2 separate regions of the Sus scrofa genome follow, and region 1 is linked to region 2. A link is a contact called in public HiChIP or PLAC-seq data. All regions are on one chromosome and are shown on one strand. The core of a region is the stretch at or near the end of the contact, and the rest is flanking DNA. Distances in the headings are between cores, read along the strand shown. Region 1 overlaps INPP5F (phosphatidylinositide phosphatase SAC2). Region 2 overlaps INPP5F (phosphatidylinositide phosphatase SAC2).

The links. HiChIP or PLAC-seq counts read pairs in DNA pulled down with a chosen protein or histone mark.
Region 1: an H3K27ac HiChIP or PLAC-seq map of alveolar macrophages shows a contact between it and region 2. The contact joins two enhancer-like sites. A contact is called at or near these places in 4 of 47 Hi-C or Micro-C datasets (adipocytes, embryonic fibroblasts and epiblast stem cells) and 1 of 2 datasets of contacts at active chromatin or transcription factors (alveolar macrophages).

What each region holds. Positions count from the first base shown.
Region 1 is chr14:129,658,324-129,665,650 of Sscrofa11.1, reverse strand. INPP5F (phosphatidylinositide phosphatase SAC2) reads right to left here. Exons shown (of 19, transcript XM_013983807.2): 16 at 855-928; 17 at 255-383. Among named protein-coding and RNA genes, the nearest start is that of MCMBP, 80 kb to the left of the region's middle. Within about 2 kb of position 3,795, at least 45 of the 83 cell types and tissues checked have an H3K27ac peak or open chromatin away from gene starts, as enhancers often do. A contact at or near this core is called in alveolar macrophages, where this site is marked.
Region 2 is chr14:129,590,625-129,597,638 of Sscrofa11.1, reverse strand. The region is part of intron 1 of INPP5F (phosphatidylinositide phosphatase SAC2); the gene reads right to left. Among named protein-coding and RNA genes, the nearest start is that of INPP5F, 17 kb to the right of the region's middle. Within about 2 kb of position 3,863, at least 26 of the 83 cell types and tissues checked have an H3K27ac peak or open chromatin away from gene starts, as enhancers often do. A contact at or near this core is called in alveolar macrophages, where this site is marked.

The sequences.
Region 1 (7,327 bases), core at 2,546-5,045, 68 kb before region 2:
TGTGGTGGGAAAAGCCATGACACCCATACAGCCAAACACAGTGAGAAGTCCCGTTACAGATTCCCTTGCCCCAGACTACATCATCAGTCTAAAAAATGTCCCTACATTACTGCGAACAAAGTTGCTATTCCAAGATCCTAAATTGCAAACCTATTTTCCCGGATCATTTGCTGGCAACAGTATGTACTGTTCCTAATGGGCCTGTAGAAGCAGATAAAAAGTTAGGACTGTGCAATCTCATCTCTCTCGGTTACCTTTTCCATCCTCTTCTGGGTTGCGCATTACAGCTCTCAGTGTGTGGAAATAGCCACTTGCTTCTTTGTATCTGTAGTGCAATCGCATGCAGGAGAACTTTGGCTTACCAAAAAGAGTGGGTTCAGGACCTAAAAACGCAAATGAATACAGGTACATCTTTCACATCCCATTCACCTTCTGCTATGTCTTCAGAAGACCAACATTCATCAATTAATTACTTAGCACTTTTTTCTTCATAATCTAAATGAGAGCACATGCTTATCATGATGATTTGGTCTGATGAGACTATAAATAAAAACTCTTTTTCAGTCTTGAACATTTAAACTTTCTTGATCCCTTAATCTTCAAAAGGTGAGTAATGAAAGGAATACAAGAGTTCCCGTTCTGGCTCAGGAGTAACAAATCCAATTAGCATCCTTGTGGGTTTGATCCATGGCCTCGTTCAATGGGTTAACAATCCAGCGTTGCTGTGAGCTGTGGTGTAGGTCAGTGGCTGCAGCTCCAATTCAACCCTTAGCTTGGGAACTTCCAAATGCTGTGGGTGCAGCCTTAAAAAGCAAAAAAAAAAAAAAAAGACTGATTAATATGTTAAAATTTACCTATTTCTATTTTTTCCAGGTCTTCTAGACTTAGTCGTTGATACTGGTTTACTTTGTCAACTTCATCATCATAACTAGACAAAGGAAAAGAGTAAACAGAGGATTAAAATCAAAAGCGTATTTGGCTTGTCAGCTGAGGTTTAACAGCAACAACTACTATGCAGTTAAAAATCTTTCACAGCACAATGCATTCTAGGGCAAAGAGTTAAACTTAAGTATTTTTAAAGCTAGATGAAATGAGATGAAAACACTTCAACAGCCAACGGAAAATCAGTTTCTAGATCTAACACTAAAAGAAATCAATTACAAAGCAAAATTAAATTCAGTTTTATAAAAATATTCATAAAACTAAAACTAACAAAGCTGAAATGTAACCTAAAAGGAAAGCAAAACACACATATATACTGAAGCTATGTTCATGAATACAGAAGATAAATCTGATAGCCAAAACCAGGAATGAAAAATCCATTATGATCAATGCCAATAGGCACCTGGGCCAATGACTGTAAAATGACAGTCCACACAAGGCCAAAAAGAAAGTGAATATGCATTTCAAAAGAATAAAACCCAATTCTGGCAAGGCTATGAGGAAGTACTTGTATTTTTTGCTAGTGGCATTGTTAACTGGCAGTCTTCCTGGAGATCAATCTTGCAATGAGGCACAAAAGTCATATAATTCATCATACTCCTAGAGCCAGAGAAGTGCGTGTGCACATACCAAAGTTATCTGCACAAAGACAGCAGTATCATTCATAATAGCAAAAAAGATGAACGTATTCTAATGCTTAACAATGGGAAAATATTTAACTCTGATATAGTAATAAAAACTGATATATGGTCATTAACAATAAAAATGTGGAATACATCAAAACTTGAGAGATATATAGCAAATAATACTAAATACTAAAAAGAACACTATTATATAAACACACTGATCATAAATAACTCTAAAATTATATTTTCAAATCGATAAAAGGAAGTCAGAGTGATGTAACAATTATGTAAGGTAAAGGGTTTCAATAGTTTCTTAAAATACATAACAAAACCAGATTTTAAATTTTTTGTTACAAATTCTGAAAAGGAAATTTACATTAAAAAAACCAAAATTAAAAGCTTTAAATCAATAAGCAACTTACTAGGCCACGTAGTAGGCAGAGTTAGAAAGCAGTAACAGCACATCCACATCTCTGTGAGTAGCATCAATGAGGCTAAACAAACATGACACAGGGAATTAAATGCTTTTGTTTTCATCTACATTTTTTTTTCTACAGCAGATCCACTTGTGATAAAAGATTTGTGGGGACTGGGTGGGGGAGAAAAATCAAGTAATCACCAAGTTCTACTTCTCAAGCTAAACATACACAATCTATCCATTTGGAAATTATAAAAAAAAAAAAAAAAAAAAAAAAAAAAGAACCTGGTTTAGAAAGGCAGGGTAAAGCGTAGGACAGGGGCTGAGGAGAGGTACCTTCTCTGACAGGTAGCTGAGGAGGAAGGGTTCAGAAGAAATGGGATAATGTGGGGAGAATTAGATGATGGTAGAGGGGGTAAAGATTGGGAAGAAACTGTCTAGATCATCTCACATGACCTAAATCTTCAACATGACGTATGCATTTAGGGTATTTTTACATTAATGTAGAATGCATCCTTTCAAAGAATGTTATGTCCATATAACATTTACGTGCCAAAATGAAACCAAGCCCAAACTACTTTGCATTTTTCTTACTAAAGATTTATTTGGCTTTTAAGGAACAAGTAAAACATTTCCTTATTCTACGTCCATTTTGCCATATTTTACGACCACTCTAAAATCAAACAACAAAATAGGGGTTAAAAACTAGATGAATGTTGATGAACCATTAAATCAAATACTAATTTTTATAAAAGGTCAACATATAAAATCTACAACTAGTCAACAAATAACACCAGGGGACTGAACTCAAACTTTTACTCTAATGTTCATCTACTATTAAAACACCCTTTCTGATCAAAAGTGAGACTTAATCTGTGTTCATACACTGGTTCTCAAAATCCTACTGTTGGAGTGAATATTTCTATCTTAGAATTTTATACCTATTTGGAAAGACTTATCAAAATGCTACTGAAAAATAAAAACACTTGCAGATGGAATTTAAGTCACGTACATAATCTGCGTAAGAATGAGGTCATTGTTTTAACAGGTACTGCAGACAGAAATTTACCAGGATCTTAAACTGCAGTATTTTACATCAGCGGCACCTTGTTGCAGTACAACTTTAACAGCCTTAATCTAAAACAACAAACTAACCTCAATTTTCACCAAAAATATGCCCCCAAAATACAACTACTGAGATCAGAAGCCAGAACCTAATTAATACACAGGCTGATCCAAAACAGGAGCACTAACTAACCAACCAACCAATCAATGGGAAAGAAAAAAACTCATAAACTCAATGATCTTGGCAGCCTCACTGAGAATAACGTGGAATGACACCATAAAATGTAATCTAGTTTTGCACACGGGTACACTCACCTGCGCTCTTAAAATTGTCGCTTGAGCCAAGCCAATAAAAATTACGTCACAACACGTATTTAACTACGAAGTAAATTCTACACTAGTTTTACTTCACCCTAGCTTCTACTGTGACATGAATATTTACATCGGCCAAACGTGATCAGTCAAAGGCATTACGTCCAGAATGAAAAGCACTTGGCACATAACAGGCAGTCGAGAAAAATGTCAGCCCTCCCCCCACCCGCATTTTTATCGAAGTATAAGCTGCAGTAAGTACTTAATTTCCCTCCCACCCCACCCCCAGCCCACTTAAACAGAAAGAGAAAAAAGAAAACTCCACACTGTTTTCAACACAGACAAGAAAAGAAAGAAACCCCCTTCGGTAGCTCCCTGCCCCCCAGGCCTGCAGCTCGGCAGGAAGGGCTGCTCTACTCGCTCTTCTCTTCCCGCCAGTCAGGCATGCCCTCCTTCCACACGATGAAGACGAACACCGCCAGCACCACATGCAGCCCCACCACCGCGACAATGGTCGCGTAAAAGCCACTGTCATCAGGGGACATTAACAGGAGGCTTTGGAAAAGCAGTAATTTGCAGGAAAAATACAACCCCACAGGAACTTTAACCATAAGTCCTGCAAAAAGGAGAAAAATCTTGAAAGTCGTAGCCAGGCTGCCGCCTTCGGGCTTGGGCTCGGCAGCATTGCCGGCGGCACTGCCCGTGGCGTTCGCCTGCCGCTGGGCAGTCGGAGGAGGCCGGTGGGAGCGCGGCATCTCGTCAGTCAGTCCGTCCGTCTGTCAGACCGTCAACGAGTCGAAGCTCAGTCTGAGCCGCCAGCACCAGCCCTGACGCCTGCAGCGACTGCGACGACTGCGGCAACTGCAGAGCTGCCGCGCCAAGTCCCGCCCAGAAACACGTCACGCTTCCGGCCGCCCACTGGGGCCGCGGCGCGCGCCCACTGCGCATGCGCGGCCGGTCTGCAAAGCCAGCGGGGAACCGGTGCGGAGGTGGCTGCAGGCTCCGCTCCCCCAGCCCTGCTCCATAAGAATGCATGAAGCCTTTGCGAAGGGCCGAGGGCCGCTGGCGATCGGGCTGCGGCACCCTGACTAAGCGTCTGTCCCTGCATTGCCGCAGGCCTGAGAGCTGGGCTGCAGCACCCCCGCTGCTGTTCCGCTAACACAGGTAGAGGTGGTCACCTACTCTCGGTGGAAGAAAAAGCGAGTCAGAGTTGGACCAAACAAAGAGTGGGTTTTGTGGAGCTGCTAAAGGGCACTTGGACAGTACCCCCGATTTCCTTTCACATGAAAGATTTTCCTCTAGCCCGCAGTGCACCACCAGGCGCTTATCGGCTGTCATTCAAGTCAGCTTTTCCTGCGGCAGCTGGGGCTGCAAGAAGGGAAAGGACAAGAGAGGCTCCAGACTTCTGATCTGTATGCGTCGGGGCTGTCTCCCAGAAATAAACTGAGCTGTGCTCAGTGTTTAACAGAAACAAAGCCCAGGGCCAGGGGTGGACACCGGTAAGCAGGAAGGAGAGCAGAAATGAAGCAATCGGTGCAGATCTGTGCTGGACAGTTCCAGCTGGAGCTCTGGGAAGTTAAGAGAAACCGAACAGCAGCCATTCTTGCTGCCCTGCGCAGGACCGGGTATTTATGAACGGTTTGCCCCTGTTTTTCTGCCAAATTCAACAGGGCCATGACTGCAGGGAGCTAAGCGAGGCACAGGTCTCTGGCGCAGAATTGAAGGGGGATGGGGGGGTGCCAAAACACTCAGTGGTCAAGGTAAGTTTTCAGTGCAGTATTTTTGAAAATCAAAATCAATGCAAAAATACCATGGTAAACAAAATATCGACATGCCAAATAAAGATAGGACCCCACCCTGCAACTTGTACAACCCTGTCTCATTTGCCTCACCCTAATCCCAGACCTGGTTCCTGTAAAACTTTACAAAAACAAGCTGCCCAGCTCCACAGCAAAGAGACACACAACCTATTTTTTAAATTGGCTAAGGACTTGAATAGACATTTTTCTAAGGAAGACATACAAATGCCCACAAGCACAAGAAAAAAAAGTCCCCAACATTATTTGTCACCAGGGAAATACAAATCAAAACCACAATGTGATACTACTTCACACCCACTAGGATGACTACAATTAAAAAATGGAAAACGAGTGTTGGTGAGGACATGGAAAAACTGGAACTTTTTTACACTGCTGGTGGGAATATAAAATGGTGTAACCATTGTGGAAAATAGTTTGAACCTACCACTGCTATCTGGGGACCTGAGCCCCCAAAGCCATTCCCAGAGTTAGCTCTTGCTGTTCCCCACCCTGCCCCCAGGGGCCACCTGCTCTGGGGCCACATCTCTGGCTCAGCAGACAGAATGTACAAAGGCTCTATAGCCAACTCAGCCCAGGAGCAGGTTTCTAAACATCTCCCTTCAAGAGGAAGGGAAAACCATCCCCCACCTGGAAAATCTTTAAGCACTGCAAATGAAGATAAATACCAGTAGCAAATTTAAAGAAATCTTAACAGTATTAGAAAGGATGGTAACTACAAAGTCTCTCCAATAAGAAGAGGCTTTTTTTGTTTTTTATTTTTAGGGCCACACCCACGGCATATGGAGGTTGCCAGGCTAGGGGTTGAATGGGAGCTGTAGCCGCTGGCCTACACCACAGCCACAGCAACGCTGCATCTGCAACTTTCACCATGGCTCACAGCAATGCTGGATCCTTAACCCATTGAGTGAGGCCAGGGATTGAACCTGTGTTCTCATGGATACTAGTCAGATTCATTACCGTGAGCCACAATGGGAACTCCCTCTAATAAGGAGAGTTCTTAAAGAACTGTCTAATCAAGATGGAGACACACAATCAACTTTGGAAATTCAAATGGGTACATGATACCACATCAGAGAATTTGAGAGGGAAAATGCAGTGAAATCTGAAGATGGTAACAGCTTTATATCTGAAAATGCACTGCCTCTGAAGGAAAAGGTAGAAGACTGAAGACGACTCTGAAATGCTGGTGGCTCTTGATCCAACTCCTCAAAGCACAAAGCTCTAAGCCACCACTGCTTCCCAAGGGGGAACGAGCTGGGGCCAGCCACAAGGTGGCGAATAATCCCTCCTATTAAAACAAAAATACCAAGACTCCTGATAGACAGCCCCAGCCCTCTACCCAAGCCGACAAGCCAAAAACATGACCTGTGAAGCCACTGATTCCAAAGCATCAGCTTTACTCTCTACTCTGTCCATGACATCCTGTCCCAAATCTTCAAAGTAAAGTTCACAAAGTTTGCAAAGTTTCTAGTAAAAGAGTAACAGTGGGGACTACAAAGGGGAAGAAACAAACTAGCAAGCAGCTAACACCTCAGTCATTGTCAGACACAACCACTTCTGGTACAGTCAACCTTATATGAGACCCTTCTGAGACCAGTATAATGTCTCAAACCTGAGCAGTCTGTCCCTGTCACTGAAGTGAAGACAGACCACAGGCAAATTCATAAGTCTGGCACATCGTTCCCTCAGACAGCCCTGTTATCCTGGGTAGCAACGAAGCTCCCTGCTCATCTCTCCTTAGGCCCCCATCAGTGCATGTACTAAAGAGCTGACACACAGAACCATTAACCATCAGGCACTGGCTTATGTGTTAGCAACAAGACAGGGAAGGCAGCACCTCAGTCAAGAAGACCTGGGTTGATGGGACAATTTTCACAAGCTTTCAGCATCCTATAGGACGAAAGGCAAAGGGTAACACTAGGCTCATGACAGTGACGTGGTTATTTTGTCCACCAGTGGCAAGGAAGAAGAGGAGGATGAGGATGGCACTGGTGAGTGTGCTCTGGCAAGTAAAGCAGGCAAAGGGATACTCCCACAATTAAACTTAGCAGTACATCATTCTAAGAGAAGACAAAAACATCCTGCACTGACACCTGAAGAAGAGAGATAGGGAATCCAAGAACAAATTAGTAATCAAGAGACTT
Region 2 (7,014 bases), core at 2,614-5,113:
ACAGACAAATAACAAGGTCTCCTATAATACACAGGAAATTATAGTCAATATCCTGTAAAACCATTTTAGAAAAGAATATATCTATGTATAACTGAATCACTATGCTGTACAGCAGAAATTACCACAATATTATAAATCAACTATGCTTCAATTTAAAAAAACTGCAATAAATGATGTATATTACACAAATATTTTATTTGCCTCCCTAATTAACAGCTTTATGATAGATTCCTAGGAATGAAATTAGTAATTGAAAACATTTAAAAAATTAAGGCTTTCAAATATTCCCAAATTGCTTCCTTCCTTCCTTCCTTTTCTTTAATGGCCGCACCTGTGGGACATGGAAGTTCCCGGGTTGAATTGGAGCTGCAGCTGAAGCCTATGCCACAACTACAGCAACCCGGGATCAGAGCGGCATCTGCAATCTTCACTGCAGCTTACTGCAACACTGGATCCTTAACCCACTGAGCAAACGCTGGGTCCTTAGCTTGAGCCATAACGGTTAGAACTCCCTAAATTGCTTTCTACACAGGTTATATATACATCAAGTTAGATTTCTGCCAGAAGCAAAAGAAAATGCTTATGCTTGCTATCATTTAGAATTTTTTAAAATGTTGCTAATTGATGGCATCCATTGCCTAAATGATGCTTAATTTCTTTTCACAAACATTTAATTCTAATGTGTTATTGCTTGTGTTTCTTCTATGATTTTTCTCATTCATATAGTCTAACTTTTTTTATGTTCCTTATTGATTTATGAGTTTTTTCTGTATTAAGACATCAATTCTTTGACATATTTGTAAATATTTTAGGGTTAAAATTTTTATACAAATCATTTTTTCACTTATTAAGTTGTTCCTTACCCATTAGCAATTATTAATTTTTACATCTTTTTTAATTTATAAAAATCTAACTCTTTAACTCCATTGGAATTCATGTTTGTGTACAGACTAAAAGTACCCTGATTTATTTTCTTTTTTTTTTTTTGGTCTTTTTAGGACTACACTCAAGGACTACACTTAAGTTCCTAAGCTAGGGATCAAATCGGAGCTTCAGCTGCCAGCCTATGCCACAGCCACAGCAACACAGGATCCGAGCTGCATCTGCGACCTACACCACAGCTCACAGCAATGCCAGGTCCTTAACCCACTGAGTGGGGCCAGGGATTGAACTTGTGTCTTCATGGATCCTAGTCAGATTCATTTCCACTGAGCCACAATGGGGACTCCCTGATTTCTTTTCAAATATTGACCCTGAATCCCTGTCAGGCAGGCCAAGCCTCAAAATCTGCCAACACAGAAGGCCCTGCTAAGGAAAGCGCTCCAGATTCCCAAAACCCCACCCTAACCTCTGATGAACTACCACAGTTTTAAGACTCTACCCCTTGGCTACCACATGAGCTCTAGGAATATGGAGAAGGAGGAAAAAGAGTTAAAGCAGTCAGGGACAGTTACACAGAGGAAGTGGAACTTCAAGGATAAGGAAATCAGAAAGAAAAATAAGGCAGATTAAATAAAGTACAAGCGTTGTTCTGGAATCTGTCCCTTCACTGGTGAAACATCAAGTACCTTCCAGAAACCAGACACTGTTATCAGGCTAAGAAGATGTAAAAATAACAGAGCAAACAGTATAGATCAAAAGACCAATGAATATAGTGGAGATCTGAATTGATAAGACTGGAAAAAAGTAAACTGAGAGACTTGAATAAAAGATAAATGAGCCTTACTTCCTGGAGACCTTGGCAGGTAATGACAAAAGTAAAACAAGACTGCAGCCTGGGATTAGCTGACAGCACTGAAAGGAGGTGGAGACTGCGAGTAAGGAAAGGAACTAGGAGGTTCTGACAAGACCTGCTTGAAAGGGCACTGCAGCTTGGGGAGAAAGGTAAACAGTAGGTGAAGAATGTACAAAAGGAAATTAACATGAAACACATCCAAGGAAGCTACACAAAGGACAGGAAGAGGGTAAATTTGAAAATGACATTGAAACATCTATCCTCTCCTGAGAGGGAGAAGATGAGGACCTCAAGTAAGGCAGAAAAAGCAGGGTATACAGCAGCTGGGAGAAAAGATGGATGAGAACGTCTTAACTCAAGAGTACCCTTTTGCACCTTTGACATTTTGAACCATGTGAATAATCAGCCATTCAAGAAAATTAAATTTTCACCTTAAGAAACAGAAAAAAACTAAAAATGACCAAGTTTTGCGGTCTAATGACTAAAATAGTCACTGATAATCTTTGAGGTCCAGAAAGAGAACCAGTTAAGCCCATTAAGACTGAGTTCATTGTGGGATAGTCAAGGAAAAATGTCTAGGAATAAGAATCAGAGGAGGGAATTCCCATCATGGCCCAGTGGAAACAAATCCGACTAGGAACCATGAAGTTTCAGGTTCCACCCCTGGTCCTGCTCAGTGGATTAAGGATATGGCATTACCGCAAGCTGTGGTGTAGGCCGGCAGCTACAGTTCTGATTAGACCCTTAGCCTAGGAACCTCCATATGGTGTGGCCCTAAAAAGACCAAAAAAAACCCAGAGGAGATAGTTAAGAAAAAGAAGATGAAATCAAATGTACAGGTGTTAAAGTTAACCTTGGAAAGGAAAGGTATTACTTTTTTCTAAGTCTGGAAGAAAAAATGAAAAGGCTAAATATAGAAATGGGAGAAGAAAAGCAGATGGATGTATCAGATGGCTTTGACTCAGTAAAAATAGGCGTCAAAGTCATCTTTGTTTTAGCAGGGGAAGGACAGAGGGAGAACAAGAGGAGTACCAGATGCTTGACATGGTGTGGGGAATCCAGAAAGTTTGTAAATAATTCTGTGTGTGCTTGAAAAGCATGTATATTTTCGTAACTCAGTATTTTCAAGAAAAAGGGTGTCAATCCAGTCATAGGTAACAAATTTTGAATAATGACACCAGCAATGAACAGAAGTGAAACAATAGAAAAGAGAAAAATTGCACCATGTAAACAGGAACAGTTCATGAAACTTTGTTCCTGGTACATACAAATATATGTATCTGTTCACCAAGTCATGATTTTAAAAGTATTTCTTCAAATATTTGAACACATTATTTAATTTTGGAATGAGGGCTCATTATATCAATTTTGTTAATGATTTTGTTCAACTGCTCAATGTACTTGCTAACTTTTTTTGGACTGCTCAACCTGATAATTTGAGAAGGCTTTTTTTTTTTTAATTAAATCTTATACTTTGTATCTCCCCCTCATTTTTCCTTCTTAATTTTTGCTTTTTGTTTTTTGAAACCATGTTTTCAGGCACATACAGATTTAGGATTATTATATTTTTCTGGTGAAAAACTGCTGTGTTTATCAGGATGTAACAACTACCTTTATTTCAAATAATGCTCTTTGCCCTAAAGTCTAGCTTGAATAGCATTAATATTGTGAAATACATCAGGCATTAAAAAAATACACAAACCCAGCTAGTATCCAAGAGAACGCAGCTTCATTTTCTGGCCTCATTCAGTGGGTTAAGGATCTGGCGTTGCTGTGAGCTGCGGTATAGGTTACAGATGTGGCTCGAATTTGGCGTTGCTGTGGTGCAGGCCAGCAGCTGTAGCTCTGATTCGAACCCTAGCCTGGGAACTTCCATATGCCTCGGGTCTGGCCCTAAAAAAAAAAAAAAAAAGAGAGAGGCAGAGAGGAAAGAAAGAAAGAAAGAAACCCAAACATACAACAAGGAACATTGCTAATCTAATCATATTACTTTCCCTACTCCCCAGAGCCTTAGAAACAAAGTCCAAACTCCTGGGAAAGGCCCTCATGGGCGGCTCCTGTCCACCCTCCTCCTGCCTCCCCACCCCAGCATCTGGGTCTTCCTTCAGTCATCCAGAAGTGTGCGCAGGCTGGGTCTGGAATGCTGCTCCCCACCCACTTCAGCCTGCTGTTCATTCCACACTCAGAACACTCAGAACAAGGGTCACCGGGGTTCCCTGACACATTGCCCACTCCATCCACCCAGCAGAACTGATCAGGCTCTCTTTCTGGGCTCCCCTGTTCATATTCCTATCATGGCATCTCATTTTGATTTATTGCACCTACTTACTGACTTGTCTCCCTGACTGAACAGGAAACTCATCAAGAACAGGAAATGCAATGAGACCTGGCCTCCTTTAGCTTTATGTCCCCAGTGCATAGCAGGCTCCAAAATGCTGAACAGACAAATGACATATAACGTGGAATGGAAAGGCAGGCTAGATAGAGTCAGATAATTTGCACTGAATTGTGTTAGAAGGGTTCAGTACAAAGTTAAAGGGCAAAGTGCAAGGGTTCAGGGCAAAGTTAAAGTCATCTGGTCTATTTTAAAGATATCATGGCTGGCAGAGGTAAACTGTCCAATATTAACAACTTGTTAAAATCAAAACCCCATTTCCCACTCTCAGTCCAGGGCTATATCACACCTCTAACACCATAAGTTTTCCTACCAGGGATAATTACTTTTATTTTTAATTTTGTTTTTATTTTTATGGCCACATCCACGGCATACAGAAGTTCCAATCGAGCCTCAGCTGCAACCTGGGATCCTTTAACCCACTGCACCAGCTAGGGATTGGGCCCTCGCCTCCACAGTGACCTGAGCCACTGCAGTTGGATTTTTAACCCACTGCACCACAGCAGCAACTACAAAATTTTTTTTTCTTTTTCGGCCAAACACCTTCATTTTAAATTTGGGGGGGGGGGTGTTCAGCTCACCGCCATCATTCCAAGTTGCTCAAGCCAGAACCTGAGAGACATCCAAAATGCTTTCTTCCTTACCAAGTCCTACTGATTCTATCTTCTCATATCTGATGAATGAATGTTTCACTTCTCTCCATCCCCCACTGCTGCTATCCTTGTCCTGGGCCAAGACCTCCCCCATCCGGATCATGAAAAAAGCCCTAGGCGGCCCCATATCCAGCAGGCTGTTTAACACATAACAGGCACTCAAATATTTATTGAACACAACGAAGCCTCTAAATGGTTAAATACTCTAAGGCCCTAAGAAAAAAAGCAGGAAGCTGTGAGCAAGAGGCTGGAAAAAAAAAAAAAAAACACAGGGACCAACTCAGGAGGACCACAGACAGTAAATTCAGGAGCCACTTCATCAAGAGACGGCAGACTTGCAGCTGAGACTGAACATTAGGGCCAGTATGCAGAGGGTATACACGAGGGGGCAAGCCCCAAGCTAGAGGTTCAGGTGGCTTGGTGCGGAGTCTGGAACTGGAACGGTGGACAGAGGCAACAGACTCTGTGATATAGCACAGCCAGTGTTCTGTGTCCCAAGGGAAAAGTCCTAGCTTTACTCCAGTCTTGGAACCCCTCTCAACTGTGGGGCCCTCTTTCATAAACAGGAATTTCATCTAACTTACAGGGTTTGTTACGAGGATTAAATGAAAGAATTATGTGAAAGTACCCAGCACAATGTCTGGCACATAAATGTCCAATAACTTTTAGTTCAAGTAGGGAAATACACATGCATTTAAAATTCCAGGTTCCTACCACTCAATAAATCTCTCCATAGACTTTTATTTCAAGGGTCTACATATGGCTTTACTTTTAAGCAGAGGATTAAAAAAAAAAAACTGATCATGTTTTTTACATTAAATCTTATAGTAAGGCCATAATTACTAAAAGCCTTCTCAAAGTAATAAAGGTTTTATGAAAACACCTGAGTGCTCAGATATGCCCCCGGAATTCTGTTTCTTTAGGATGTGAAACAGGTACAGGGCTCTGGTGCAGCTCAAAACTAGGCATCCTGTCTCAGTTCTAGAAACCCAATTCAGATCCAAATGGCAAAGCAAGCTGCCAGCTTCCTCCCTTCCTCTAAATCCCCTACACTGGAGAGAAGGAAAATTTAGAAGAGGCAGAGTCTAAATGGAGGTTAAAATGTGCTTAGGAAAAAGACAGACATCAGTAGACCTCAGTTATTATATGTGTGAAAATAAGTCCTGGGGTCCTAAGTTTTGAGAAACCATAGAAGCACAAAAAACAGAATGCGTAACTTTTAATCAGCAACAGAAAGACATCTGACAACAATTCATACCATATAATGGAAGACAGTAAAAGGTGATAGAAATAAAACAGAAAAAGTATGATAAATGAAAAGCATGAATAAAAAGGTAGAAATAACTCAGAGTAATAATTATAATAAATGTAAAGTTTCAACTAACCAATTAAAAGACAGACTGTTAAGTCTCAACCCTTTGAAAGGTTTATTTAGTTTGGGGCCTATTTTGTTTATGACTGTATGCCTGCAACCTCACATATGTTTGATACACAGAAGGCACTCATTCAATAGTTCTTGAACCAAATGAATAAATGAGTAGAAGCAAGCATGAAAGAGTGAACTGGAAAATGATTTCTTACCAACTGCTTATTCTCTTTAACTTTTAATAAGATGAATATCTTAAGTTTTTAGTGTTTTTAAAGAAAGTCTCAAAACTCAAGACTCTATATGGCACTTTTAATAATAAAAGCATTTCTTTTTCCATACATATAATAAATGATGAACATGTGATTTCTCACAATGAAAGACTTAACTAAAAATTCTGGGAAACTTTAAACTATCTTAAAATCTCCAGCAGGAGCCCACAAGCTTTCCACACCAATGTAGAGACAAAAGACAAGCCAGCAGAGGAAGGCCTGAAGCAGGTTATGTAGCTGGCACAAGAAGGAAGGCTAAGTGTGTCTTTTTGAGCCACTATGACTTTCCTGCCTAGTATAGTACTTGGCACACAACAGACACTTCAAAATGTGTGTGTGTGTGCGCACGCACGTGTGTGTAATTTTTAATCTGTTACTCTTCACTAAAGAAATAAAAACAAATAAAAAAGCTTTAGCAGAGTGTCTGTATGGAGGACATGTATAAAAAACACTATCAGTCCAGGCATATGCAGCAACTATGCTTAGTAATGAAAACCCTGTCACCATTATTAGTGGATACTCTGGAAACAGAAGATATCGGAATGGAGGAGAAAAAGGCCAGTGGGCTTATACCATCCTTCCACAAAGAACAG